Regions from separate parts of the Mus musculus genome. Here region 2 is linked to region 1. Evidence: chromatin contacts called from public Hi-C data. All regions are on one chromosome and are shown on one strand. The core of a region is the stretch at or near the end of the contact, and the rest is flanking DNA. Distances in the headings are between cores, read along the strand shown.

What was found. A called contact is a pair of places that touch in the nucleus more often than the background predicts.
Region 2: a contact with region 1 is called in a Hi-C map of embryonic stem cells, with 2.6 times the contacts expected there. The contact joins the promoter of 4933429K18Rik here to the enhancer-like site in region 1. A contact is called at or near these places in 1 of 39 promoter capture datasets (neural stem cells), 1 of 15 datasets of contacts at CTCF or cohesin (large pre-B cells), 20 of 484 Hi-C or Micro-C datasets (the G1E-ER4 cell line, the NIH/3T3 cell line, cerebellar granule neurons and 7 more), 18 of 115 datasets of contacts at active chromatin or transcription factors (acute myeloid leukemia, bone marrow-derived macrophages, craniofacial prominence and 12 more) and 2 of 9 other capture datasets (embryonic stem cells and embryonic tail).

The regions. Positions count from the first base shown.
Region 1 is chr19:45,205,052-45,212,358 of GRCm38.p6, forward strand. No RefSeq gene overlaps it. Among named protein-coding and RNA genes, the nearest start is that of Lbx1, 28 kb to the right of the region's middle. Within about 2 kb of position 4,305, at least 80 of the 459 cell types and tissues checked have an H3K27ac peak or open chromatin away from gene starts, as enhancers often do. A contact at or near this core is called in acute myeloid leukemia, craniofacial prominence, differentiating embryonic stem cells and 2 more, where this site is marked.
Region 2 is chr19:45,725,197-45,731,974 of GRCm38.p6, forward strand. It overlaps 4933429K18Rik (RIKEN cDNA 4933429K18 gene), which reads right to left and starts at 5,362. Exons shown (of 3, transcript NR_045307.1): 1 at 4,709-5,362; 2 at 3,845-4,101; 3 at 1,359-1,462.

The DNA of each region.
Region 1 (7,307 bases), core at 3,055-5,554:
GCTCCTGCTCCTCCTCCTCCTCCTCCTGCTCCTCCTCCTCCTGCCCCTCATCCTCCTGCTCCTGCCCCTCCTCCAGCTCCTGCTCCTCCTCCTCCTCCTCCTCCTCCTCCTGCTCCTGCCCCTCCTCCAGCTCCTGCTCCTCCTCCTCCTGCCCCTCTTCCTCCTCCTGCTCCTGCCCCTCCTCCAGCTCCTGCTCCTCCTCCTCCTCCTGCCCCTCCTCCTCCTCCTGCTCCTGCCCCTCCTCCAGCTCCTGCTCCTCCTCCTCCTCCTCCTGCTCCTCCTCCTCCTCCTCCTGCTCCTGCCCCTCCTCCAGCTCCTGCTCCTCCTCCTCCTCTTCCTGCTCCTCCTGCCCCTCCTCCTGATCCAGCTCCTCCTCCTGCCCCTCCTCCTCCTGCCCCTCCTCCTAACCCAGCTCCTCCTCCTCCTCCTCCAGCTCCTGCTCCTCCTCCTCCTGATTCTGCTCCTGCTCCTTCTGATTCTGCTCCTGCTCCTCCTCCTCCTGCCCCTCCTCCTCTTCCTGCTGCTCCACCTCCTGCTCCTGCCCCTCCTCCTCCTGCTCCTGCCCCTCCTCCTGCTCCAGCTCCTCCTCCTCCTGCTCCTGCACCTCCTCCAGCTCCTGCTCCTCCTCCTGCTCCTCCTCCTCCTGCTCCTCCTCCTCCTGCTCCTCCTCCTGCTCCTCCTCCTCCTGCCCCTCCTCCAGCTCCTTCCTGCTCCTCCTCCTCCTGCCCCTCCTCCAGCTCCTGCTCCTCCTCCTCCTGATTCTGCTCCTGCTCCTCTTGCTCCTCCTCCTGCTACTGCTCCAGACATCATGTCCACCAAACAGGGTCCTGCTTACCCTGCAGTTTTTCTTGACTTGAAGATGTCTTTGTCGAGTGTCATAAAAGCCTTATATGACACCTGTGACTCAGTAGGGGATCATTTCACAACCGTCTCCTCTGCTAGACTCTCTTTTTCTATAACACAGAGTCCCAGTGGCCACTCTTAGAGCCTGGATCGCTTCTATGTAGAAAGTTGTAGGAATTAATGAAGAAACATCAGGAGCCCTAGGAGAGGGAGGGATGCATCCAAAGGGGACTAGTGGGGCAGGAGAGACTCAGGGACCTAAAAAATACCCAAGCCAGCATCCATTTAGTAGACTCCCAACTTTAGGGCCCCTCTCACTCCAAAGGGAGAACAGTATTACTTTTGCTTCCACCCAGTCTTCATTTTCTGTCATTCCCAGAAGTCCAATTCTTTGTCCATCCCAGGAAAGGATTGCCTTGATCCCCTAGCTGGCCACCACCTCCCCTGTTAAAACCTCTCAAAGGCAGTGGACTAACTAGTGGTCACACTCGTTTAGGGGTGTGACTTAATCTTGGAGGCTCTGATTAATCCACTGGTGGACCCATAATTTATTTTACACATCCTTGCTTCATTTAGTGTGTGCATATGTGTGTGTGTGCCTCATGTGTGCTCTCAAACGTGCACATATGCTTAGAGGTCACAGGATAACTTTTGGTGCATCTCCTTTCACCTTGTGAGCCCTGAGGACCCAACTTAAGTTGTCAGGGCTAATGACCAGTACTTTAACCTCCTAAGGCATCTCACTGGCTCTGGGCACATAATTTGATGAACTACTGGGAAAGAACAGAAGCTTAGGAGGCGGTAGTCAGGTAAAGAGGGTGTGTCCTTGGGGTGTGCCCACCTGGACTGTATCCTGTGCCAGCTCTCTCTGCTTCCTGGCTCCCATAGCTATGCAGTGCTGCCTTACCCATAGGCCCACGTGACGTCCATGTGATGTCCACGTGACGTCCTGCCTCAGCACTGTCACAGGCAGAAAGAGACTAAATTCTCTAAGAATGTGAGACAAGATAAATTATTCAGGTGTTTGTGCCCCTCACCCCACACTCCAGGGTTTCTCTGTGTAGCCCTGGCTGTCCTGGAACTTGCTTTGTAGGCCAGGCTGGCTTTGAAACTCAGAGATCTGCCTGCGACTGTCTCCTGAGTGCTGGGACTAAAGGTGTGCACCACCATCGCCTGGCTGATTATTCATGTTTTATATCAACTTTCGTTGTATTTTATGTATTTTATCACAGTATTAAGCTGACTAACACAAAAAGTTATTTCAAAATGGAATGTACTAGAAGTCCCCAAAGGCCATAGAACTAAAGCAAATGAAGACCAACAATGAGAAGCTCGCATTGGCGCTGTACGGCCAGGCTTGCACCGCTGAAGTATGACTTTCCTTCACTGCTGCCTCTCCAGAGTCCATACTTCAGGGCTCAGAGCTGGAAGTGTGTGGTCAGGTGCCCAACCTGACGCTTAGCGGTCGTGGGTTAGCGGTCGTGGGTTAGCGGTCGTGGGTTAGCGGTCGTGGGAGCTCTTCTGAACTCAAAAGGACGGTTTTCTCATTTTTAGAGAACATTCCTCCGTTTGTGGTGGGAAGTGAAGGGCAAGCCTGGTTGCCATGGTGCTGAGGTCAGGGGATAACATGTGAGGGTCCTGGGGATCCAACTCACCAGCCTGATTTTCTCACTTCTAAGGGTTTTAGAACAGCTACAGAAAGCAAAGCAATGCTTTGATTTTTGGTTTTATGGTTTTTTTTTTGTTTGTTTTTGTTTTTCTTTTCGAAGAGATTGAGGGAGATTTCAGCCAACCGGTGCAGGCCTTTATTTCCAGCACTTGGGAGGCAGAAGCAGGCAGATCTCTGAGTTCAAGCCAGCCTGGTCTACAAAGCATGTCTCAGGACAGTCAGGACGGTCTCACCCAGCATGGGCTCTGCCTTGGCTCCTTCTCTAGCACAGGCTGCAGGCCAGTGTTCTCCCCCCAACCCCCACTTCCTTCCTCCCTCGCCCTGGCCAACCGACCTCCAAACTCACCTTCTCAGAGGACATAACTTTTGTGACATTCTGGTGGCTTTCTGTCCCTGTCTTTTGAGATGCATCTCGAGATGATGTTCCCAGCTGCTCAGTGTCCTACCGTAGGGAGGGGGGGGGCACATGTGTGACGAGAGGGAGACTTCAGAGCAAAAACCCTAGTTTATGACTGCTGTGTTCCTGGCTCTGAGCCCCTAGAACAGCCTCCTACCCTGTGACTGGGAGTCTCTCCTGACCCGATTTCCTTTCCGTAGACACTCCTCTCTGGTTCTGCTTCTTGCAAGCCGCCGTTTCCCTCCTAACCCAGAGCTTATTTCCTTAATTAATGTATCTCACACTCCAAGAATGTCGGGGGTGGGGTCCCCGGGGCAGCGCCGGTCTTCCTTTCTGTTCTTCACCTACTACTGGAAAGCCCTCCCTCTCTGGCTTCAGGCCATCAGCTCGGCCCTGATAGTCCCTCAATGCTCACGTGTCTTCTTATCCACTTACCTCCTACCGGCTGTCCCTCGGCTCAGGATGGGGTTTGGGTTTCCCTTCCGCAGAGTAGGAAGATGTGGTGACCGTCTAAGCAGAGAAGCCTTGCGTTCCGCCTCTCCGCCCCATGACCCTGGTTGGCTGAAGTTGGCTTTTCTGTGCCTCTCTATCAGCATCTCCCCGACCCCCCAGGGTGACGAACTTACCCTTGTAGGCTAAACCCCCAGCCTCTGCTTTTCCTGACTGTCTTCGTGTTGAATCCTGCCTGCGGGAGACCCCTCCGGCTCCCCGACTGGGAGGTGTTCTATTACACAGCAAAGTGCGGTTTAAGTAGCTGTAAGGAAATGTGACAGAAAAGTCTGTCGGGGTTCAGTCAGACTTGCCAAAACTTGGTGTAACTTTTGGAAGTTGTCAGTGTGCCTCCTAAGGAAACCTGATCTGATGGAAGCCGGAGGAGTCGGGGACGGTCAGGTAAGAGGCCGGAAGCATTGTGGAGGAGGGGCAGACAGAGTTCAGCACCCACCCCCGCGTCATAGCCTAAGAAGACCCTGGGGGTTGGGAACCGGAGACTTCTTTCTCCGAGTGCTACCAGACAAAGGCAGACGAAGCAGTAGGATTCCTCCAAGTTTTACTCTGGGGGTCATGGGGCAGACCATGCTGGTGTGGGGTAGGCTTAGAAGTAAATTAAAGCTGGGCATGGTGGCGCACGCCTTTAATCCCAGCGCTCAGGAGGCAGAGGCAGGTGGATTTCTGAGTTCGAGGCCAGCCTGGTCTACAAAGTGAGTTCCAGGACAGCCAGGGCTATACAGAGAAACCCTGTCTCGAAAAACAACAACAACAACAAAACAAAACAAAAAGAAGTAAATTAAAATAAGACAAGATTCCCTCCCATGAGTCTTTTAGCCTGAGGTCAGGGACATCTAGACCCTGGAAGGAAAGGCCTTCCCTCTTAGAGACCAGAAGTTGGAAATTCCTGAAGAACAAAGACCAAAGCCTCTGCCAGGTGGGGCTCAGAATAGCTAACAAGTGTCCCAACAGAGAGCCTGACAGATAGTGACACCTTTAGTCACTCCACTCAGGAGGCAGAGGCAAGTGGATCTCTGTGAGTTCAAGGCCAGCCTAGATTGCAGAGTGAGTTTCAGGCCAGCCAGGACTACACAGAGTCACCCTGTCTCAGAAAAACAAAAACAAAAGAAACAAAAAGAGAACCTTAGCAGAGGCTAAAGATGTTCCTTGCTTGACTGGGAGAGTGCTGGCCTAGCTGTGTGAAGCCTGGACTCCCAGGTTCGGTGCCCAGCATTAATAAACTGCGTGTGTGGTGACGCGTATTTGTAAGCCCGACACTTGGAGGTATAGGTGGAAGGACCAGAATTTCAAGGTGTCTTCCTTGGCTACACAGCCAGCTTGAGATCAGCCTGGAAAACATTAGACCCTGCCTCAAACAAAACACTCAACAGGCTCAAACCGGAAGTGTCGAAACCGATCTTCCCAGGTTACACAGACTTTCTGAGAATCTCCCAGCTTCCGTCCTGGCCCAGTCAGGGCTCGGTCTGCCTTCCTTCCATGGGCAGTGTACCCGCCCGGGTGTGCCAGCCTTACCCAAGCCAGCCTCCAGCCCTGACATGATCTCTCTGGTCTCAGCAAGCCGAGCTACCCGAGGCTTCAATTAGGCGCCACTTCAAAAGCTTTCTGAAGCAGGTGAGAGATAATATGTAAACAAGAGCCTCCATGAGTCATTGGCCCTTCCTATCCACCCGGTGGCTCCTCTGCCAGTCTCTGAAGAACCAGCCTGGGTTGTCTCCCAGAGCAGATGCTATCCTGGGGCCAAGGCCTGTCCAGGCTCCTCTGCCACCACTACTGCCTGCATCTTCTTCAGCATACGCCCAATGTCAACCAAGCCCTGACTCACACGTGTAACTCTTAACCCTCCAGCCAACCTCAGGAGTCCGGCTGAGCTTATCTTAATCTGGCACACTTCTTCCCCAGCTCTTCCTGTACCTTCTAGAACCTCCACCTGTGCACAGACACACCACACACCACAGACACACACCACACACATACACACACATAGACACACATCCACTGCACACCACACACACTACAGATTCTGAGGCTTGAAATTTCTCACTGGGTAAAGAACTGACTGCCCAGGCGAGTCAATGGTGCTCAGATTCCCAGCGCCCATGTAAATGCCGAGTGGGTGCAGTGCTCTGCCCATGACCCCACACTCAGAAGGTGGAAATCAAGAACCTCTGAAGCAAGCTGACTAGGTAGAGCATCCCAGTGGTCAAGCTCTGGGTTCACCTAGGTGACCCTGCTTCAATCTATAAGGTGGAGGGCAGTGGAGGAAGATACCTAACATCAGCCTCAGGCCTCAGAAAATGCATGTATACCCACACACATGTGAGCATGCACACATGTGTGCATTCATACCACACACATACATGTGCACGTGTGCAAATAAGTAAATAACCCAAGATCAAAAACCTAAGAGTACATATTGGACCCCATGCTGACTAGAGCTGAATTGCATAGACTGGGTGAGGAAAAATCCTTGGTTGAAGGTTCAGTGGTAGAGAAATAAAAAAGGAAAAAGTTGGTCAGGCCTGGTGGTGCACACCTGTAATCCCAGGTCCTTTGGAGGTTGAGGCAGGAGGATTGCATAGTCTCAGACCCACCCAAGCAACAAAGGGAGAGGAAAAGGAGGAGGAAGAGGAGGAAGGCAGCTGATGTGCTGAGACCAACAAGAAAGGCATGAGAAGCAGGTGGGTAAATGACAAACAGCCCAGTGTTCTTGCTTCCTGCCCTTTCTGCCATGTTCTCCAAACCTCACAATGCATCCTGACTTGGGATTTTGTGAGTATAAATAACAAAATGTGCCCAGCCTAACCAGTAGAATGGCAGTCATCATAGCATGCAGGTGTCTCCTAGAACTCTGGGACAGGTGGCACAGCTTGGCCTTCCAGAAAGACCTGGAAGTCTGGTATAACCCTTCTCTCCCCAGGCCCTGTGGTCTTGGGCATCTTGATAGAGACCAGCATCCTCTGGTTTGCCTGCACATGAATCTGAGCATCACTGTCCACCATTCCAGAATATATAGGTTCAAGTGGCCACAGCGTTCTCCTGATTGCCCTGAAAGAAGAGTCTGGATCAATGTTTAGCTTATCCAGCTAGCCATGTCTGGGTGGCTTACTTCCTGGAAGTATCCAAGTGGGCTGCCTTACACATGTATTATACCAAAATACTGTGAGCAGTATCTTAGTTTGGGTTTTATTGCTGTGAAGAGACGCCATTACCAAGGCAACTCTAATAAAGGAAATGTTTAACTGGGGCTGTATTATAGTTCAGAGGTTCAATCCATGATCATTATTATCAGCATGGTGGGAAGCATGGCATTGTGCAGGTAGACTGGAGACACTGAGAGTTCTAGATCTTGATCTGAAGGCAGCCAGAAAGAGACTATCTTCTATCCTGGGCAGAGCCTGAGCATAGGAATTCTCAAAGGTCACCTACACAGTGACACACTTTGTCCAACAAGGTCACATCTTTTTCAACAAGGCCAGACCTCCTTGAATCTGTGGGGGTCAAACCTATTCAAACCACCACAAGCAGCTTTCATTCACTGTCATCGAATAAAACCAACCAAGACAATTGCAGATAGACTTGGACCACCTCTTTGCCCTCCACCTTTTCTTATTGGAGATGTGTGGTACACAGACATGGCCAGCTGTTGGAAACACCAGTCCACTTCCACTGCGCATGCTGGGAACAGCCTTCCACAATGAGTGCCATGTGAACCATATTTTGTTGGAATGGCACCCCAGTTTCTTCCTTCTCCACAACCCCTTTCCATCCCTGATGCAGAACTGGCCAGTAGCATAGCATCTTAGATGTTTTCTGCATCCTATGGAGGATAGCAAAGAATTCCACAGAACATTTCAAACGCAAACTCCTACAAGGTTATCATAACCTGCCCAT
Region 2 (6,778 bases), core at 4,112-6,611, 520 kb after region 1:
TGTGAACTCTGCTGAGACCTGTGGTAAGCATTTTATACATGATATGTTCCCTTTTCGGCACCCCACCAGTGGATAGACACCATGGTGAACCCCACTTTACGTATAAGGAGACTGAGCCTCATTGGGTAAAATAATTTTCACAAGGCCACAGGATCCAAGTAAAGAAATGAGCACTTTGGGGCTCCTTGGTCTGTTACCACAGTTTGAAACAAAAAAAAAAAAAAAAAAAAAAAGGCCTTACCTTGATGTTAACCAGGCCTCTTGGGCTCTAGAGTTCAACATGGCAGAAGAGCCTTTAGTCCACTATACTCAGAAATCCCTGCTCTTTGATGCTAGGTAAACCGTTACCCTGCTAGCTAGCTCTATCACCTGTGGCCAATTGCCTGTGCCCTGTGGGCCTCAGTTTCCCTGTCAGTAAAAAGAGGTGGGACTGTTGCCTAGATCACAGACATGAGCCACGTGCCTGGCACTCGTTGGGCATTTGGTAAACCGAGAGTTGTCGATTCTGGCCCCCTTCCCTGATTGCCTACCGCAGGCCCCTGAGTTCCCGGCTGGCCCTTCCCTTCAGGCTAACAGCAGCCCATTACTGTAAGTGGAAGCAGCTGGGAGGCATGGGGGGTGGGAACCAGGGAGGAGAGGGGACAGCTTGAGTGACTGCAGGCCAACCCTGAAGGCCTCCTGGGGGACTTGGGCCGTGGCCACAGGTGTACCAATTACTCTCCCTGAGAAGCAAGCCTGCCTTCCCACCGTCTCGGCCCTGACCTCGGTTCTGTGGGAGGCAGGGGCGGCACAACTGCCTGGTCGTTTGTCTTCAGGGTTTCATGGCCTCTCTGAGGCTTCCAAGCGCTTTGCAAGATTTCTCTCCCTCTCCAGCCCCTTCCCAGTTAAGGAGCCTCTTCTTGGCAGCTCGGGTTTCATTCCTGGGGGCTCTGTTCCAAGTGGAAGTTTCTGGTTGGGGTAATACCTAGGTGTTCGTGGTCAGAGGTTGCTCTGGGAACATTTCTGCTAGCCCAGGTGCTCTGAGGACAGCTGTGGGGTTGGCTTGTCGTCCTGGAGGTGCACTCTCCTCTGGGACCCAAGAAGGTCCCTGAATGGCAAGCCCAGAACTCACCCATCCACCTCTGCCTCGCTGGAGGGTCTCAGCGTCATCTCCTGGATGCCCAGAAGAGCCCTGAAGAGCTCAGCCTCGCCTTCTCCTCCTGCCACAGCTGTACCTCAAGAACACTAGAAGAATCTACACTGCCAAGACAAGACATGAGCAGCTATTGTACAAGCAACCTTTCCTGTCTAGGTTTGCCTTCTGTGGGGGGAGGGGTTTCTATTGCTGGAAAAAAAACCCCACATATCTCTAATTTAATATTTAGAATTATACTTATTTATTGAATATGTGACCAGGTGCACCATGGCCCATGTAGAAGTTCGAAGACAACTTGTAGAACTTGGTTCTCCCACCATGTGGGGCCTGGAATTAAACACAGGGGTCGGGCTTGGTGACATGCGTCAACACCTGCTGAGCCGGCTCACTGGTCCTCCTCTCTCTTTTCAAGCCTGGTTTATTGGCACAGGCTGGTCTCAGAGTCACTATCTGGCCAAGGATAACCATAACTTTTTCTTTCCCCTCCTCTGCCTCCCAGGAGGTGGGATTGATAGCTGTGTGCACCTTACCCAGGTGCATGCTGGGAACTGAGGCCTGAGCTGCACACATAGTAGGCAGTGCTCCACTGACTGACATACGACGAGACAACTAAGGTACAGAAAAGATGAAAGTTGTCAACGCCTGGTAGCACACATGTGTAACCGCAAGCAACTGAGGTAGAGGGTCTCAAATTTGAGGCCATCTTGGCTCACATGGGGAGTTGCACGGGGAGTGCACCCTGACTTCACAAACCAAACCAAAAATGTTAAAAGGAAGGAAGGAGGAAAAGACGAACGTCCCTGAGACTCCTCGCTCACTGTTAGCTCTTGTCTTCTCTGTGACCCCTTTGGAGATTCAGATGAGCAGGGTACCAGGTGCCCCAGTAGGAGCTACCCGGACCATGTCGCGTGACAAGTACAGGTTTGCTAGTTTGGGAGCCCAGTGGAGACCTTGCCTCGCAGACCCCATTCCTTCCACCAGTGAGAGCAGAACTGAACTTGAGCTGAGCTGGGATTGGCTGCCTCCAGCGAAGCCAACCCGGGGCTTCCTTCTACTGTGTTCCCCTGAGCACCTTCCTCCCCAGCTCACCTTCCTCACCCAGCCCCTCCCCTTCCTGTCTCAACCTCAAGCGCCCATCACCATTGCCTGACTGCACGTGCCAGACGGGAGCAGGCGTTGAGATCTCTCTATTCTGCTCAGCGTGGCTTCCAAACTCTGCATTTCTGGTGCCTGACCATGCCATGTTAACTCAAGGCACTCAGGAAAGGAAAAGGTGAGCTTTTGCCTTTAGGGACACAAGAAGCCCTGGATGCCAGATTTCTGTCCTTGATCTTTCTCTCCTCTATTTTTTTCAGACTCCAGGCAGCTCAGACTGAACCTCCTCATCTTGGCTTTGTGCTTTTTGGAGAGTTGGAGGGAGCTCAGAGGAGCGAGATGTACGAGTTTACATCCCAGCCCCTTAAGAACAAGCAGGAAAAACTTCTCCCCTGCAGACAATCAGTGCATCTGCACCTCTTGCTTCTGCTGAGGGTCCAGGCCTTAGGCAGCCACACCTGCTTGAGTAAATGCAAGGCTGAGAGAAAGGCTGGGCATCTGATGGGCACATAGAAACTTGCCCTTGATCTTTGCCAGCTGTTGGGTGACCTCAGGCCCTCGGGCTACTAAACTGTTTCCCAAGAAAGCAGCCTCCATAGAGGCCCAGTGCATCTTCTTACGGTACCAGTGATGGTGTCAATCTGCACGCCTGACCTCAGAGCCCTTACTCAGGTGGCCCAGCTCCTCCCACAGAGTCCCTGCCCACAGAAGCCACTGGTCCAAAGAGTGACATTCTAAAGCACCCGCTGGACTCCCCTACTCACACAAACGTTGATGCTGACCATTCTAATCGGATCCAGGATAGTTCCATCCCGTGGTCTCGCAGGCCTATCTCTCGGGCCAGCTGTTCTCAACCTTTGGTTTGCAAGGCCTTTGGCGGTCAAACGACTTTTTCATAGGGGTCATATATCAAATATTCTGCATATCAGGTATTTACATTACAATCCATAACACTAGCAAAATCACAGCTACAGGAGCAACAAAATAATTTTATGGCTGGTGGTCACCACAGCACGAGGAACTGTAAAGGGTTGCAGCATTAGGAAGGTTGAAACAGCCGGGTGTGGTGGTGCACGCCTTTAATCCCAGCACTTGGGAGGCAGAGGCAGACAGATTTCTGAGTTCAAGGCCAGCCTGGTCTACAGAGTGAATTCCAGGACAGCCAAGGCTACACAGAAAAACCCTGTCTCAAAAAAAAAAAAAAAAAAAAAACAAACAAAAACAAAAAAAAAAAAGAAAAGAAAAGAAAAGAAATTTCAGATACCACAAACTTAGGCTCTGTCCCCCTCCTCTCACTCAGCACAGACCCAGGCCCTTTTTAGCTCTTGAGTCATTTGGCTCATTTTTGTCTCCTGGCTCTTAGACCCTCAACTAACAAACCGCACCTCACTTATGGGTAACCTTGAAGCCACTCTCCCTCCCTGAGCTGCTACATCGCATCCCGTCACAGGAACATCTGCTGGCAGCTCAGGATCTGAACCTCCAGCCTTCCCTTGGGAGAATCAGGACCAGTTTCAGGGAAGTGGCTGGAACCTGAGCCCAAGCCCAGCCTCCGCTGACCTGCCTGTTCTATCAGGACAGCCATCAGTAGGTCCTCCACAGTGGATTACCCACCATGAATGTTTCATGGGCTTGCTCTTAGGCACTGTGTAGAAGGCAGTGACTCCAGGGAAGGCTGTCGAAGAAACCAAAGGAGGCAGGGCAGGAGGCAAGCGGAACAGTGCAGTATAGCACAGGTATTTGTTAGGATGGAACGCAGGATTTCTTTGTGGAGGACGATGTCGTGAGATGTGATGGTGTTTGTCAAATTGAAATGGTTGGATCTGAAGCCTTTGTCCAGCATACACAAGATCAAGTGATCCATTCCAGATCTGGAAAGGAAGAAAAAGAGTGAGATAGATAGATAAATGATAAATAGACAGTAGATAGATAAATAGATAGATAGATAGATAGATAGATAGATAGATAGATAGATAGATAGATAGACAGATAGACAGATAGATATAGATAAAGGGCACACATTTAAACCCAGCAGCCAGGAAACAGAGGCAGGTAAATCTCTGTGGGTTTGAGGCCAGTGGTATACATAAAGAGTTCTAGGCCAGTTAGGGCTACATAGTGAGATCATTTCTAAAAGAAAGAAAGAAAGAAAGAAAGAAAGAAAGAAAGAAAGAAAGAAAGAAAGAAAGAAAGAGAAAGGAAAGGAAGAAAGAAAGAAAGAAAGAAAGAAAGAAAGAAAGAAAGAAAGAAAAAAGGAAGGAAGGAAGGAAGGAAGGAAGGAAGGAAGGAAGGAAAAAAATGAAATTATTAAATCAGACACTGGACATAACATGGGATCCATGACAGTGGAGGTATTTAGGGACAAATGACATTTAGGGGACCACTCTGTCTTGAGTCCAGGTCCCAGACATTCCCCTGAGGTCTTCCATAATATGTGCCTTCGGGCAGAGGGACAGATGTAATTTGATGGTCACTGACCTGTTCTCCACACAGTTGTCCTGGGTCTCAGGACCAAGGTGTCCAGGCTGCTGGCAGATGTCATGGGTCCTCCCAGGATCCCTTGCAGGCTTCAGGCTCAGGTATTTCCCAGAGGGAGGAACAGGTTGCCACTCCAGAAGGGCTTTCTTCAGGCTTCTCCTGCATATCTCAGAGCAGCACCCAGGCCTGGGCTCTTGTTCTGAGTACTTCCAGTCAGGTCCTACACTCGAGCCATACGATCTTTAACCACTGGGAGCTAGGCCACGATCCCCAAATGTCAGGGCAAAGGACTATGTTCAGCAGGGGACAGTGCCTGGACAGTCCTTTCTCCTTCCACCGACAGCCAAGCAAGGAAGGGCAAACAAGTGTTCCCTGAATCAGCCCAGGGCTTCCTCGTGTTTTTTGCTGAGGGATAGAGCCCAGGCCTCGCTCAGTGTCTGCCAAGCAGAGGGAGGGGGCTCACAAGCGATCAGCTCTGGGCCTGCCCAGATGGACAGTCACTTCTTAGGGTGCAGCGAGACCCAGATGGGAGGGAGAGCAACCAACAGATCCTTCTTGGCACAACCTTCCAGAATAACATGGGACTTGGGGATCCCCCCGGAGTTCCTGCCAGCTCCCCATCTGTCTCCCCACCACTTACTCCTCCTCTCTTCTCTGCTCTCTCTGTCTTTTAATTCCCCACTCACCATCTTTACTGAAGCCCCTTGGTTGCTATGGAAACCCAATGCAACCAAGGAAGCAGAATTTGGAGGGGTTCTGAGGTTTCCAGTCCAATAGGTCCTGCTTTGATCTCCATTTGTCCAAGCTTAGGGAACATTTACCGTGCCTTCAAAAAATGGGTTTGTGGTCTCCTGTAAACAGTAGAGGCGTGAACTATGTACCTCGGCTCACACCTATAATCCCAACATTCAGTAAGCTCGTGTAGGAAGATTGTCAACAGTTCAAGGCTAGCCTGGACTACATTGTGAATTCTGTCAGCCCAATCTTGTCTCAAATATATAAGTAAGTAAATAAATAAGTACGAAGGTAGCATAGCTCAGATGAGCTAGGTGGTCAGCATTCAGCAGTGCTGTCTTAGGCAATGAGCAAGTTACACCAAGGTTCTCGCTCTTTGGGAAGGTACAGCTAGACAGAGCAGAATCTAAGAAACAGAAACCAGGAAAATACCAGTGAGTGGGGAGAATAACATAGAAAATAGGACAGACCTTCATGGTGCCAGGCCTGTTGCTGGCTAGCTTTCATCGACTTGACAGAAACGCAAGTCACCTGGGAAGAAGGGTAAGGCATAGTTCTCCATCACACTGCCCTTGTCTGCCTGTCTGAGGGGAATTTTCTTGATTGGCGATTGATTGATGTGAAAGTCCCAGCTCACTGTGGGCAGTGCCGCCCTTATGCAGGTGGTCTGGAGTTGTATAAAGAAGCAAACTGAGCAAGCCTCGGGGAGCAAGCCAGTGAGCAGCACTCCTCTTGGGTCTTGGCTTCAGTTTCTGTCTCCAGGTTACTGACTTAAGCCCTTGCGTTGACTTCCCTCAATGATGGATTGGAGTCCGTAAGCCAAACAAATGCCCCTTCCAATCCAAGCTGCTTCTAGTCCGTGTTTATCACAGCAACGGAGGAGCAAACTAGGAGGATTGTAAACCTCACTACTTGGGAGCTGAGGCAAGATTTCAAACCCAAGGTCAAGGCCAGCCTAGGCATCTTAATAAAACTTTTTTTTCCCAATAGTTGTCCTGTGACTTCCATGTGCACGCCACCGTATGTAAACTCCCATTTCCAAAAAACCCAAAACAACTAAGGTATGAACTAAAAAGCAGAAAGAGGACTTGCCCAGCATATGTGAGGCCTCAGCACTGCACAAGGGAACAAAGAAATCAGAGAGTTCTTTACTGCACCCACCCATCTCATGACCCTGTAGGACAAGCGTTCCCAGCAGGGAGGGCAGCAGGCACGGAGACAGGCAAACACCCACTTAGCTTGTGTGAGAAGCCGGAAGAGACTGAAGAGGCAGGGACAGAATGCAGTGAGCGATGACAAAGGTGGCTTAGGATGCAGGATGAGACAGACCGGTCA